Linked DNA regions of Mus musculus: region 1 is linked to region 2. Evidence: chromatin contacts called from public HiChIP or PLAC-seq data. All regions are on one chromosome and are shown on one strand. The core of a region is the stretch at or near the end of the contact, and the rest is flanking DNA. Distances in the headings are between cores, read along the strand shown.

What was found. HiChIP or PLAC-seq counts read pairs in DNA pulled down with a chosen protein or histone mark.
Region 1: a CTCF HiChIP or PLAC-seq map of the NIH/3T3 cell line shows a contact between it and region 2, with 7 read pairs. The contact joins the enhancer-like site here to the promoter of Foxg1 in region 2. A contact is called at or near these places in 2 of 39 promoter capture datasets (the 3T3-L1 cell line and hippocampal neurons), 1 of 15 datasets of contacts at CTCF or cohesin (the NIH/3T3 cell line), 5 of 484 Hi-C or Micro-C datasets (adipose-derived mesenchymal stem cells, cortical neurons and embryonic fibroblasts), 7 of 115 datasets of contacts at active chromatin or transcription factors (SST interneurons, embryonic fibroblasts, embryonic forebrain and 4 more) and 2 of 9 other capture datasets (adipose tissue and pancreatic islet).

What each region holds. Positions count from the first base shown.
Region 1 is chr12:49,883,733-49,889,443 of GRCm38.p6, forward strand. No RefSeq gene overlaps it. Among named protein-coding and RNA genes, the nearest start is that of Gm40418, 230 kb to the right of the region's middle. Within about 2 kb of position 3,724, at least 23 of the 459 cell types and tissues checked have an H3K27ac peak or open chromatin away from gene starts, as enhancers often do. A contact at or near this core is called in the NIH/3T3 cell line, adipose-derived mesenchymal stem cells, hippocampal neurons and 1 more, where this site is marked.
Region 2 is chr12:49,379,545-49,385,350 of GRCm38.p6, forward strand. It overlaps Foxg1 (forkhead box G1), which reads left to right and starts at 3,463. Exons shown (of 2, transcript NM_008241.2): 1 at 3,463-3,842; 2 at 4,757-5,806. The coding sequence starts at 4,942. It overlaps Gm34304 (predicted gene, 34304), which reads right to left and starts at 2,284. Exons shown (of 2, transcript NR_168648.1): 1 at 2,273-2,284.

The sequences.
Region 1 (5,711 bases), core at 2,474-4,973, 500 kb after region 2:
CACACCATGTATTTTGTAAATTTTTTTAAACCCTGCTTGCACTTTTTCATTGTCGATCTGTGAAAGAGTAGTAACAAACAACCACCCAGCATAGTTATTATTAAGCTTCCTTGAAATATCTGCTAATGAAATTACTCCCAAATATTCCAAGTGAGCCCCAGGCAGATTTGTAAGAAAAGATCATAAAATGACCGTAGACTTTGCCAAAATGATGTATTTGCACATAGGAGTAATGTTAGTAAGAGAGAATCATGGAGATCTGCAGGCTCTACCAGGTCGGTCACACTGTAGGTCTAAGAGCTCATCAGAAATGAGAAAGAGCTATAACACTGTTAGCTGATGAGAAAGGGGGAAATGGTACAAGACCAGCTCTTGAGGAAAAGCAGCCTACATTACAACATTTGAGATTCTGTGGGGCCTTGGATATCCCTTGGGATTAAAATGAGCTAGTATCCAGACAATCCATCACCCAAGAGAAGAATGTGGTTTCAAAAACTTGATTAAAAGGAAAAAAAAAGTATTCCTCATTTTACCAAAAATCACCGAAAGGTTGCTGCTTTGGTTACTGAAATACAGAAGTGTGAAATCAGATTGTTGAACACAGGTGATGATTATTAATGGCCTTTGTCTTCATCCACTTAGGAATTGGCCTATCTCTCTCATGATGAGTGAAAAAAATATGTGTGGTAGAAAGCAAACATGAATAGCTAGAGGAATGAATCAATTGTTTTCCAAATAAATGTTACAGATATAAAACTGAATATGATGTGAGCATGTTCATACCACAAATATTGGAGTTCTATTTTTTCAGGTAGTCCTTTATTTAAACTGCACTGAGAAAGCTGGAGTAGATTCCAAGGATTTGTCCTGGGCCCTAGGCCCTGGGCCCTGGATCCCTTTGCAGGTTTGGCTCTGAGTTATACTTCAATGAGCTTCAAAGGTCACTGTCTCCATGATATCGGATGTCACAGAATCAATGATTGAAGTTCTATTTTTAAATTTAGCAATGTATAACTTTTTGCTGTCTCTAGTGGTTTATTAAAGTAAATGGCAAACTCTAATTTGTGGCTGAGAAGGCAAGGCAACCCCTTTCCAAGAGGGATGTTCACTGTGAGAATTGGAGGATTAGGAGGCAGATCTGTTGTGAGACATGAGTGTAAAGATGAGATGACAGAAAGAAATAGCTTCAGGAATTCCTTGGACGTATGGACTCACGATATTAAAGTGAAGATTACAAGGACCATGGTTTTCTGTTGTTCCCCTAGACATTCCCACCTCTGTTATACCTTCATTTCAGAAATATACCACTATATTCAGTGAAATATTAAGGCCAGATATTATAATTAATTGCACATCTATATCTAAACTTATACCTATAACTACATATCTGTTTTCTCTTTCATCATCTCTTAGCTACAAGTATCAACTAAAGAGAGCTTCTTTGCAAGCTACTGGCCATTGTTTCTAAAAAACGGGATTCTTTGCCTTTCCATAGGATGCAGGCATTTAGTCACATGGAACTGTCATTTAATGTGAATTCAAATATGTTTCTCTCGATGTAATACTTTAATTAACATGTAATTTCCTTCCCCCTGAAAATTTTTAGTTCATTGGATATAAGAGTTGAAATAAAAAGACTTAAAGTGCAGGTTGCAGGGTGCAGAGAGATCTCACCTCAGAATAATCTTTCCTCTCTTAACTGTCCTCCTCTGTTCCCTAATTCCCTCAAGGTGACATCTAATCCACTGATGTAAAGATGGGATGCTTTGACCATGCTTACCTGGGTCAGTGTTTTCCAAGTTCACACATGGGTAAATATTCTCCTGACTCTAGAGCTTTCATATATATGAATAAGCAAGCTCCTTTCAGAATACTGTAAAACTATTTAAAATTTTGTGTATGCCTTGTGGTATTTCTGGTTTCCTTTCACACTTCAAACTGAGAATAAAACAGCTTTTCTGTATTAAGCCGTAGCATGATTTGGCATTTATATGCAGTAGGAGACTATAGAGCACTACCTGCTTCAAGCTGGGATTCCTAGGAGGTTTTCTGGATTCAACAAAGCTCAGCCTGGGAAAGTAGATAACAATTTTAAGAATTGTTCTACGAAGGCTAAGTTTTATTTGTCAGCTTTTACTCCCCACCCAAGGATGGTAACAGTTCTCAGATCATTACTGTCTCCATCTCCAGAATACACTCTATAAGCATTTCTTACATTGCCTAAAAAATTTATCATCACTTCCTTAACATGATGAAGCATTGCTTTGCTAAATATTTACAGATAAAGAAATTTATTTTGAGCTTGACTATCCTATTACTGCCAAAGGAGCTCTGTTTTGAACACTGCTGTACTTATTGGCTTTGATTAGGAAAATGAAGAAAGAAAATGTTAACAAATACAGTTTGGAAAACATGTCCTTTGTTGTAGACTCTGTTCACTATTAAATATGGATTGGATGCAGTGCAGGAGGTTTTATTTTTATTACTATCCTACTCATTTGATTGGATAAGTAGAATTTGGACAAAAGGTAAAAATTCCCCTAAGCTGTAAATGCGAGAGGATAGAATGACTTCTCTAAATGTTAAATTTATTTAATTATCTTGTAGACAGTTATACATGCTCATTCAACAACAAATTAAAGTAATTCATCCAATTGTGTAGTCAACCACAGGAGGTCAAATTATATCTTTCATAATTAGTTTGTATTCATAGGTTATTGCTTCCAAAGATCATTTGCTTGGTTTCAAAACATAAAACACCAGTACAGGTAGATGATTACTGAGAAAACACAGCATTAAATTATTTAGTTTCACAAGTTCATGAGAAGGCAAATGGATTTCTTTTTAGTTTATTTTTGTTTTGCTGTTTTGAAAAATATTTTCTCAAATTAAGCTAAAATATTTTTATGATTCTTTGGTGAGTGTAGTTTATAATATGTAAGACATTTCATTAGTGTCTGTGATCCACCTGTCTTTGCTTTACCCAGTTGTTGTTACACAAGATGTAACAAAGAAATTCTTATTTTGTGTGTAATATGTATTAAACTCCCTTCGAAAACCTAGTTTATTAATGTTGCCAAAGCTGACGGCTTTGAAATCTTAGAAGAAAATGATTAGAAACTGATATTTAAAAAAAACAAGCTAGTCTGGCTAATAAATTAGGATAAAATAACTAGATGTGTCCAAGCATAACCAAAAGAACTCAGTCTCCTAACATTTGAGAAAAACCTGAGCTCATTTATTGGACTAAATGACATGTCTGCAGTTTACCATTTGTTTCAAATGTCTGTTGGTTGTTGTATCACTTTTCCCTGTGAGGTTACATAATGATTTTAGAAACACTGCTCTGATAATCTCCAACTATTTCTATATCATATCATATAATCTTAAAAGGAAAAATAGAGGTAAAGTCTACAGAAGTGTTTTTGCTACCACACTATAAAATCTGTCCCACTTGCTTGTGAAAAGGCTCCTGTAGAAACCTCTCTTGCCATCAAGAATCCAAATTAGCAACAGCTTGCAATGATAATCAGTTCATTTCAGTGTACTCAAAATGGGCTCATTATTATTAATTTTTGCCAACTCCCAAGCAATTCATGAACCATTTTTAGATTTTCAAAAAGCAGTTCATGAATCAGACAAAAAAATTTAAAAGGAATCCATCCCACAATGAGATGATGACTCAGAGCCCTTCGCTGTAGCTATGTCAACTGCCGAGCATCTGAAATCTGATGAGGATGGGGCTGATGGAGAAAAGGCCATGATGAGCAGGAAACAATGTGTTGAATTTACATGTTAAAACTTCTTGTTGGCTTTGGCAATTTTGCTGAGGATTATTGAGAAATATATAACATCTGGATGTGGGGGAGAGGATCCACAAAAATGAAGACATTTATATTGGTCTACAAGACTAAAAATGGAAAAGAAAGTAGTTTTTTAACACAGCTGTTTCCAATTTTGTTAACATTTTAGGCCAAATTCATTTGGGGGAAAAAGAGAAATAAGATCAAACCCTTATGTTTGAGATCTACTCTACAAGTCTGACTTAACTTACATTTCTAAAGATGTGCTTGGCTCAAGCTAACATGGCTAGAGACTTGACAAGAAAAAGTTCTTTCTAACCTGGTTGAAATGCACATCAGTGATGACCACTTATCTAATACACGTACAGGAAATAAAACTACTAGATTCTAGGCACTGTCTTAACATCTTTCACGTCTTAGAAGCTCTAGCAGATTTTCAATAGACTAGGTTTTTCTCTTCACTGAATGACGTAAACTTCACTAATTCTTCTATACACTATTTTTTATTTCTATAAAAACAGTGACTTCTCAAGAAGACCAAGAAAATGTAAGTAATTATATTTTTCTATATTTCTTCCAACAAACACTAAATAATATGAAATAAATGTTTGTATACATATACACAAAAACATTCATATGTTGAGACAAACAGACATTTAAATTGGTGTCCCTTTGGGTTAACATTCACAGTTTTGCTTTTTCTAGTTTTGTCAAGTCTCTCTTCTGCTCTCTCATTGCTTCCTCTGTTACCTTTCATTCCCTTTGACTTTTTCAGACAAAAGCTCTCAATCACATGTTTGTCTTATACACCAAATAAAATTAAATAAAAGCCTCAAAATCAAGATGACGCCACTATTGTTTTCTTCTGCAGAGTCTTCAAGTTATTATGGATCTGTGTAAAATCAGAACAGCATCGGCGTAAAATGTTCTGTTGGCTTGTTGATGCTTTTTGGCTAGAGATGACTCTTAAATATTGATGACAATTACAATTTGCTTCCTATGCTTTATTTTCAGAACTCAAGATTTGGTAAAGTTTGAACATACCAGTATCAGAGAGATTTGCTAATTCTCCCTGACATAAGTGAAGTCTGGGACAGCAAGATGCTTTAAAGATCATCAGCAATATGATCAATACAGAATGCCAAAATCAATTCTGGAGTCTGATTTTTGCCTACTGTGAGCAGTTGTCACAAAGTTCTCTGAGAAAACTGGCAAGCTATGATAAGGATTCTGTGAACAGACATGTATCACTAGAAAATATTCCCCCTTTAGACTTAGCAACCTCCTTTGCCTTTTGAATAGCAAATAGATAATCAGTAAAGGAATGCTGATTGAACTTTGTGGTTAATGGAGCAGAGGAAGTTCTGTTAGATCATACATTGGTTTGTATACCTTAAGATATTAGGTCATATTGTGCACATGCCAGAGAATAAGTCACATCCTAACTCAGAAGCAGCATTGTCACTGGGTGTTCCAATGGGCTTCCCCTGGGATATAGCCTTGGCAGTCTGTTGACTTGTCTAAGGACTGTGATGAGGATAGATTTCTTTTTACAGTTTTACCAGTTTAAGGAGCTGCGTAAATATCTGACTTTATAAGTTTCCTGGGCCCCCTCCCTCTGTGGACAAGGATTTTGGGATACATTGTTTCTACAAATGTTCTTTGGGTTATCTATGAATTTCTTATAAATCAAATAAAATATTTTCACGTATGTTTATATTGTTGAAGGGACTAAGGATTTCAACAATTATCTGACTCACTATTGAGTCTATAAAAAACGCTTTTAGAAGGAAGGAAAAAGGGCAGAGGGTAGGAGGGAGGAGAGGAGAGAAGGAGGAAGGCAGGAAGAAAGAGACAGAGAAGGAAGGAAGGTTAAAATGAGGGGAGGGAGGGAGGGAACCAGTCACC
Region 2 (5,806 bases), core at 2,213-4,712:
GTTTTAGAGCTCTATGTGTGTGTGTGTATACCCACTCCATGCACATATGCGCGCCCTCGATGACGTTAGGGGTGCGTGCATGAGCCTGCTGAGAGCAGCCTCTGACAACCTGCAGCTCCCTAATGAGTGACGAGGCAGGGCTGCCTAGGAAAAGTCACACTTCCCTGGTGTGAAGACCTCTTACTGGGAAGTTTAGTTCACTACTGTTCTCGCAAACCTAATCGTATAACCTGTAACCAAAACCCACAGAACAAGGATACAACACGCTAAAGAGTAACTTCTAATCACTAAATGTTAGCACCATTACCTGCTGTTAGGAAGAGATTATAGACAAGTTGGCTCTAGGGAAGGCAGACTTCATTTGTTACAGAACCACTGAAATACCTGGATGTCTCAGCATGGGATCTACTGACTCCCACATGTCAAGAGGTCACAAACCGTCCTGTGCATTTGTAAGAAGAGAACTTTAGCTTGAGTTTGTCTCTGCTCCCAGGGGAAAGATGGAAGTTGATAAATATGGCCCACCCTTGTTACTAGAAAGTAAAGATGGCCCAAAACAAAACAAAACAATGTACCCAAGAAAGAAAATGCAACATCCATCCACCCTCAAAGATGGAATAAAAATAAGCTGCCCCCTGCTCGAATGAAGTGCGCTGTGTAAGCTTGGAGATTAATTTTAAAATTGACAAGGAATAATCTACACTTCTCCAGCAACTCTTCTGCTGAAATTGCTCGCTCTACAATTCTTGTCCTTTTTTTTTTTTGAGTGAGTAGGTAGTGGATGAGAGCTGAGGTCTACGAGGTCACCACTATGTAAACTAACAGATCACATTTACTCTGGTGTGCTCTTCTATTCATTACTTTCCTAAGACTACACATTTGCAAATTTATATGTGTGAGGTTAAATTGATTAGGAGGGAAAATTATACTGGTGGGGGGATTTGTTTCCGGTCTGAGACCACTGGCTGCCTGCCCTCTGTCTTCTGAAGGTAATCACAGCGACTAGGAGGCTGAAAACAGGGCTTTATGTGCAGAGGGAAGAGGCCCTCGGTGGACGTGGGCAGGACTTCAAATCCAATTTGCACCCAAATTGGTTGGTAGGATATACAAAGCCTCATCCAGAGACTTTCAACTTCACAATACTTTGTCCAGGAACTCCTTCCCCCTCTGCTTCAGCTAGCAGCAGATCTAAAAAGAAACCATTGCTTACACAAATATAAGCCTCTGAGTAAACAGTGCATGTTTTGTTGAACAAGCCTGATATACATATGTGTGTGCATTCTGATATATAGCCCCATCTCACCATAAAGAACAAGTAAAATTATTTAAAGGGATTCAAACTTGCTTTTTCGGGAATTGCAAATAACCTTTGCATCAGGAAACTAGTTTTAATATTATTTCAAACTATATGCTATGTTTTTACGATCAATCATCCTGCTTTGAGAGACTCGCATTCACGTAACCTTAAAATAACACAGCACACCCTTAATCTGCATGCAAAACAATTTTCAAGCCGCCATAAGCCTTGACATATAAAATCAGAGTATTGCAGCTCTCACTGTACAAAACCCAGTTTTTGCTCCTTGAAAGTAAACAGAAGAAAAAAAAAAAACCTTACTTTGCCTGCTAATTTCTTCCACGGGGTAACAAAACAATACACACTTAGCTTTAACCTAAGAAGCACCTCAAAACATTAAAAATTCATCAGTCAGAGCTGGTGTTGTATTCAAGGAACAACTCCTCCAGTTCACTGCTGAGCTCAGATTTGAATAAAATGTCCAATGTTAACAAACAATACCCACGTTTGGCACTTTGTGTATTAAATTGATCAAACAGATTTTAGGAGACACAATGCACAATTTGTACAGACCTGATTGAGTTAATATAATATCAGCAAATTTTACATCGAAATGATTCTGTTTCTTTTCTTTGTGTTTAAAACCAGCACAGATTACAAATTTTAATGATCTGAAAATGTTTGGTATACAAAATCATGCTTATTTCAGTATTAGCAAAAACACAAGAAATTTTTCAACACAAACACCCAGCTGTGTCTATTTTAAAAGCAGTTCAATGACAGCTTGCACTTATGAGCATGCAATCAGCTAATTTCGCTTTTTTTTCTTCTGTGTTAATCAACACTTTCCTTCCTGCATATCAGAGTACAAATAGTATAGTTACTCCACATCAGTAAATGTTTACGTAACCTGTCCTTTCCCAAGAATCCGGTTACACCGAATCATTTCACGCTAGACCGACTACGAAAACGTACCGGGCCGTCCACCTCTGAGGGAGCCCCGGGAGCCATTATAAGCGGTGGTGAGAAGGGGGGCTGGGGGATGGGGAGGAGTAGGTGGAGGAGTGAAGGGGAGAGGAAAGGAGGGAGGGAGAAGGGGTGGGTTAGTGAAAGGGGAAGAAGGGAGAGGGGAGGAGGAAGGAAGGCAAGCGCATTGAGGAACCACCAGGGAAAATGGGCCTGAGGAGGAGAAAAGAGTGGGAAGGGAAATGAACAAGACAACCCAGGCTCACAGATCTCTCTAGCTAGGTTGGCAAAGCTCATCACGTCGCCAGGCTCCGTGAGAAACCCCAAGCCTAGAAATCAACCTTTGGCACCAATGTGTTTTGCAAAGCTGATTGCTAGAACCCTGGCCTTTTCCGTCATGCATAGCTTGTTTTAAAGTCAGCGGATATGTAGGAAGAGATCCAAGCAGTGGAAGGATATTTGGGGACAAATAATCAAAGATCTCTTACAACACTCCAATAGATATAAAATTTGCTAGCTATTTGTAATTGTGGATAATTTTCGCTAGCGTTTCCCTCTCTTTCCCTCCCCTCTTTCTGCGCCCCATTTCAAATTTGGGGGGTGAGAACATCAGAATAACTCCCTATTATTTTGAGTATTGCATGTTTCTGGTAGATTTTAGTACCACACATAGGCCCTGTTTTTTCTCCTTCCTTTTTTTTTTTTATATCAAGACTGAGAGATCATTTAGCTAAGAGCTCATCAAAATGAATGCTGGCATGGGTAGAGTATTTTACCTTAAAGAGGAGGGGAAAGATACTCGTGACCTATGTGTCTCCACCTCCCTCTCCTCTCTGGCTACGGCCTCTGCTTACAACGTGGCGCGCTTTGAGCCAGTGAGGATTTGTGATCTGTGTGCTCCGCACTAAATTCCAATCCCTGGGAAATGCTGGGCCTTGGCCCTGGCCCTGGCCGCGATCTTTTTAAAGGCCTTGAATTACAAGCTACCCACTCGTTTCAACCTCCCCACCAAACCATCCCCCAAACCCCAGAAGCTAGGACTGTCAAATCCACCTTCCTTGGGCTCCCCAGAGCATTCCAGCAGCATCCAAGAAGGGTAAGAGCTGATTTCGCCCTACTGGTGTTTCAAGATTGAGGTTTTAAAGAGATAAAGTATTTGTGAAATGGGAAAAAGGAGCAAACATAGGATTTAAAAAAAAAAAAAACGGAAGTAGACGCCCACTCATATTTTCTTCAATGTCAAGCAAAATGAAAATATTTCCAGGATGATCGATCGCGGCTACCGGCTTCCAGTACTGCCTAGAAGCTGAAGAGGAGGTGGAGTGCCCGAGGAGACAACTGCCACCGGGTCACCCGCGCGTGAGCGCGACTCTGGGAGTGAAGCGAGACGGAGGGAGAACACACGTGTTACCTGCTTTATTTCGGGACTGTTTGGGTCTGTGCTCGCCCGGGGCAGCTCTCCGCCCGCCCGCCCGCGTGCGTGGAAGGCCTCCACAGAACGCACCCACCGCTCAGCCGCCCCCGCTCGCCGCCCTCAGCCCAGCTTCACAGCCGAGCTCGCCGCGGGCCGCAGGAAGCTGTAAGTACCGGCCTGGCCGTGGCCGCCCCCGCCCCACCTTCCAGGCCCCGTTCCCCCGATGCCCGGCTCTCCGGAGCTTGCTGGCCCGCTCGCTCCCAGGGCGCTGCCGGGGCCGCCGCGTCCCCAGGGTTCACGCCCTCTCCCGCACCCTCGCAGCTCGCCCCTCCGCCGCGCCCCCCGCCCCGCTCTTCCAGACAAAATTGGATACAAACTTTAATCAATAAGGATAAATATTGACGCGCAAAGGAAAATAATCCCATACAGGGAGGAGGCCACAGTCGAGCGGCCGCGGCCCGGGGCGCACGCCCCACGCTAATCCTGGCCGGGTGGGCGATCTCCCGCCGGTCCCCGCGGCTCCAGGCCTGGGCCCCGCCACCCGGAGGGGGCGGTGAGCGGGGGGCGGGGCCGGGGCGGGGCGGGGATGGGCGGGCCCTGGGCCCCCGATTGGTCGACGGCTAGCCAGACGCTCCTGCACGCCGGCGGCACTGATTGGTTCGGCAGTAGGAAAGGTTAAACCAAAAATTTTTTTACAGCCCTAGTGTGCGCCTGTAGCTCGGAAAATTAATTGTGGCTATAGCTGCCTCGATCGCTGTCTCCTAGCCTCGCTGCGGCCGCTCCGGGACGCGCCCGCCCGCCGCCCGGCTCTCCCCCCCTTCGGGCTGCCGCTGCTGCTGCTGTGACTGCTGCGGCGCGAGGAGGAGGAGGCAGCGGGGGAGGGGGAGGCCGGGCGCGGAACGGAGCGGGGCGCTGCACCCCGGGCGACGGGTTGCTTCTGCCTCTAGCCTCCCTCTCTCTCTCTCTCTCTCTCTCTCTCTCTCTCTCTCTCTCTCTCTCTCTCTCTCTCTATCTCCTCTCCCTCTCTCTCTCTCTCTCCCTCTCTCTTTCTCTCTCTAATTCTTGAGGGGTGGTTGCAGCTTTTGCTACATGCCTTGCCAGCGCCGGAGCCTGCGGTCCAACTGCGCTGCTGCCGGAGCGCTCAGTGCCGCCTCCGCTGCCCGCTCCCCCCGCGCCCCACTCCGAACCCGCTGGTCGCCCGCCGCGCTGCTGCCCGGCTCCCGTGCCGCCGCCGCCGCCGCCGCCGCCCCCCGACGCCTGGGTGATGCTGGACATGGGAGATAGGAAAGAGGTGAAAATGATTCCCAAGTCCTCGTTCAGCATCAACAGCCTGGTCCCCGAGGCCGTCCAGAACGACAACCACCACGCGAGCCACGGCCACCACAACAGCCACCACCCCCAGCATCACCATCATCATCACCACCACCACCACCCGCCGCCGCCCGCGCCCCAGCCGCCTCCACCGCCGCCCCAGCAGCAGCAGCAGCAGCCGCCCCCGGCCCCGCAGCCCCCGCAGGCGCGCGGCGCCCCAGCAGCCGACGACGACAAGGGTCCCCAGCCGCTCCTGCTCCCGCCCTCCACCGCCCTGGACGGGGCCAAGGCTGACGCACTTGGAGCCAAAGGCGAGCCGGGCGGCGGGCCGGCGGAGCTGGCGCCCGTCGGGCCGGACGAGAAGGAGAAGGGCGCGGGCGCCGGGGGGGAGGAGAAGAAAGGGGCGGGCGAGGGCGGCAAGGACGGGGAGGGGGGCAAGGAGGGCGACAAGAAGAACGGCAAGTACGAGAAGCCGCCGTTCAGCTACAACGCGCTCATCATGATGGCCATCAGGCAGAGTCCCGAGAAGCGCCTGACGCTCAATGGCATCTATGAGTTCATCATGAAGAACTTCCCCTACTACCGCGAGAACAAGCAGGGCTGGCAGAACTCCATCCGCCACAACCTGTCCCTCAACAAGTGCTTCGTGAAGGTACCGCGCCACTACGACGACCCGGGCAAGGGCAACTACTGGATGCTCGACCCGTCGAGCGACGACGTGTTCATCGGCGGCACGACCGGCAAGCTGCGGCGCCGCTCCACCACGTCTCGGGCCAAGCTGGCCTTTAAGCGCGGGGCGCGCCTCACCTCCACCGGCC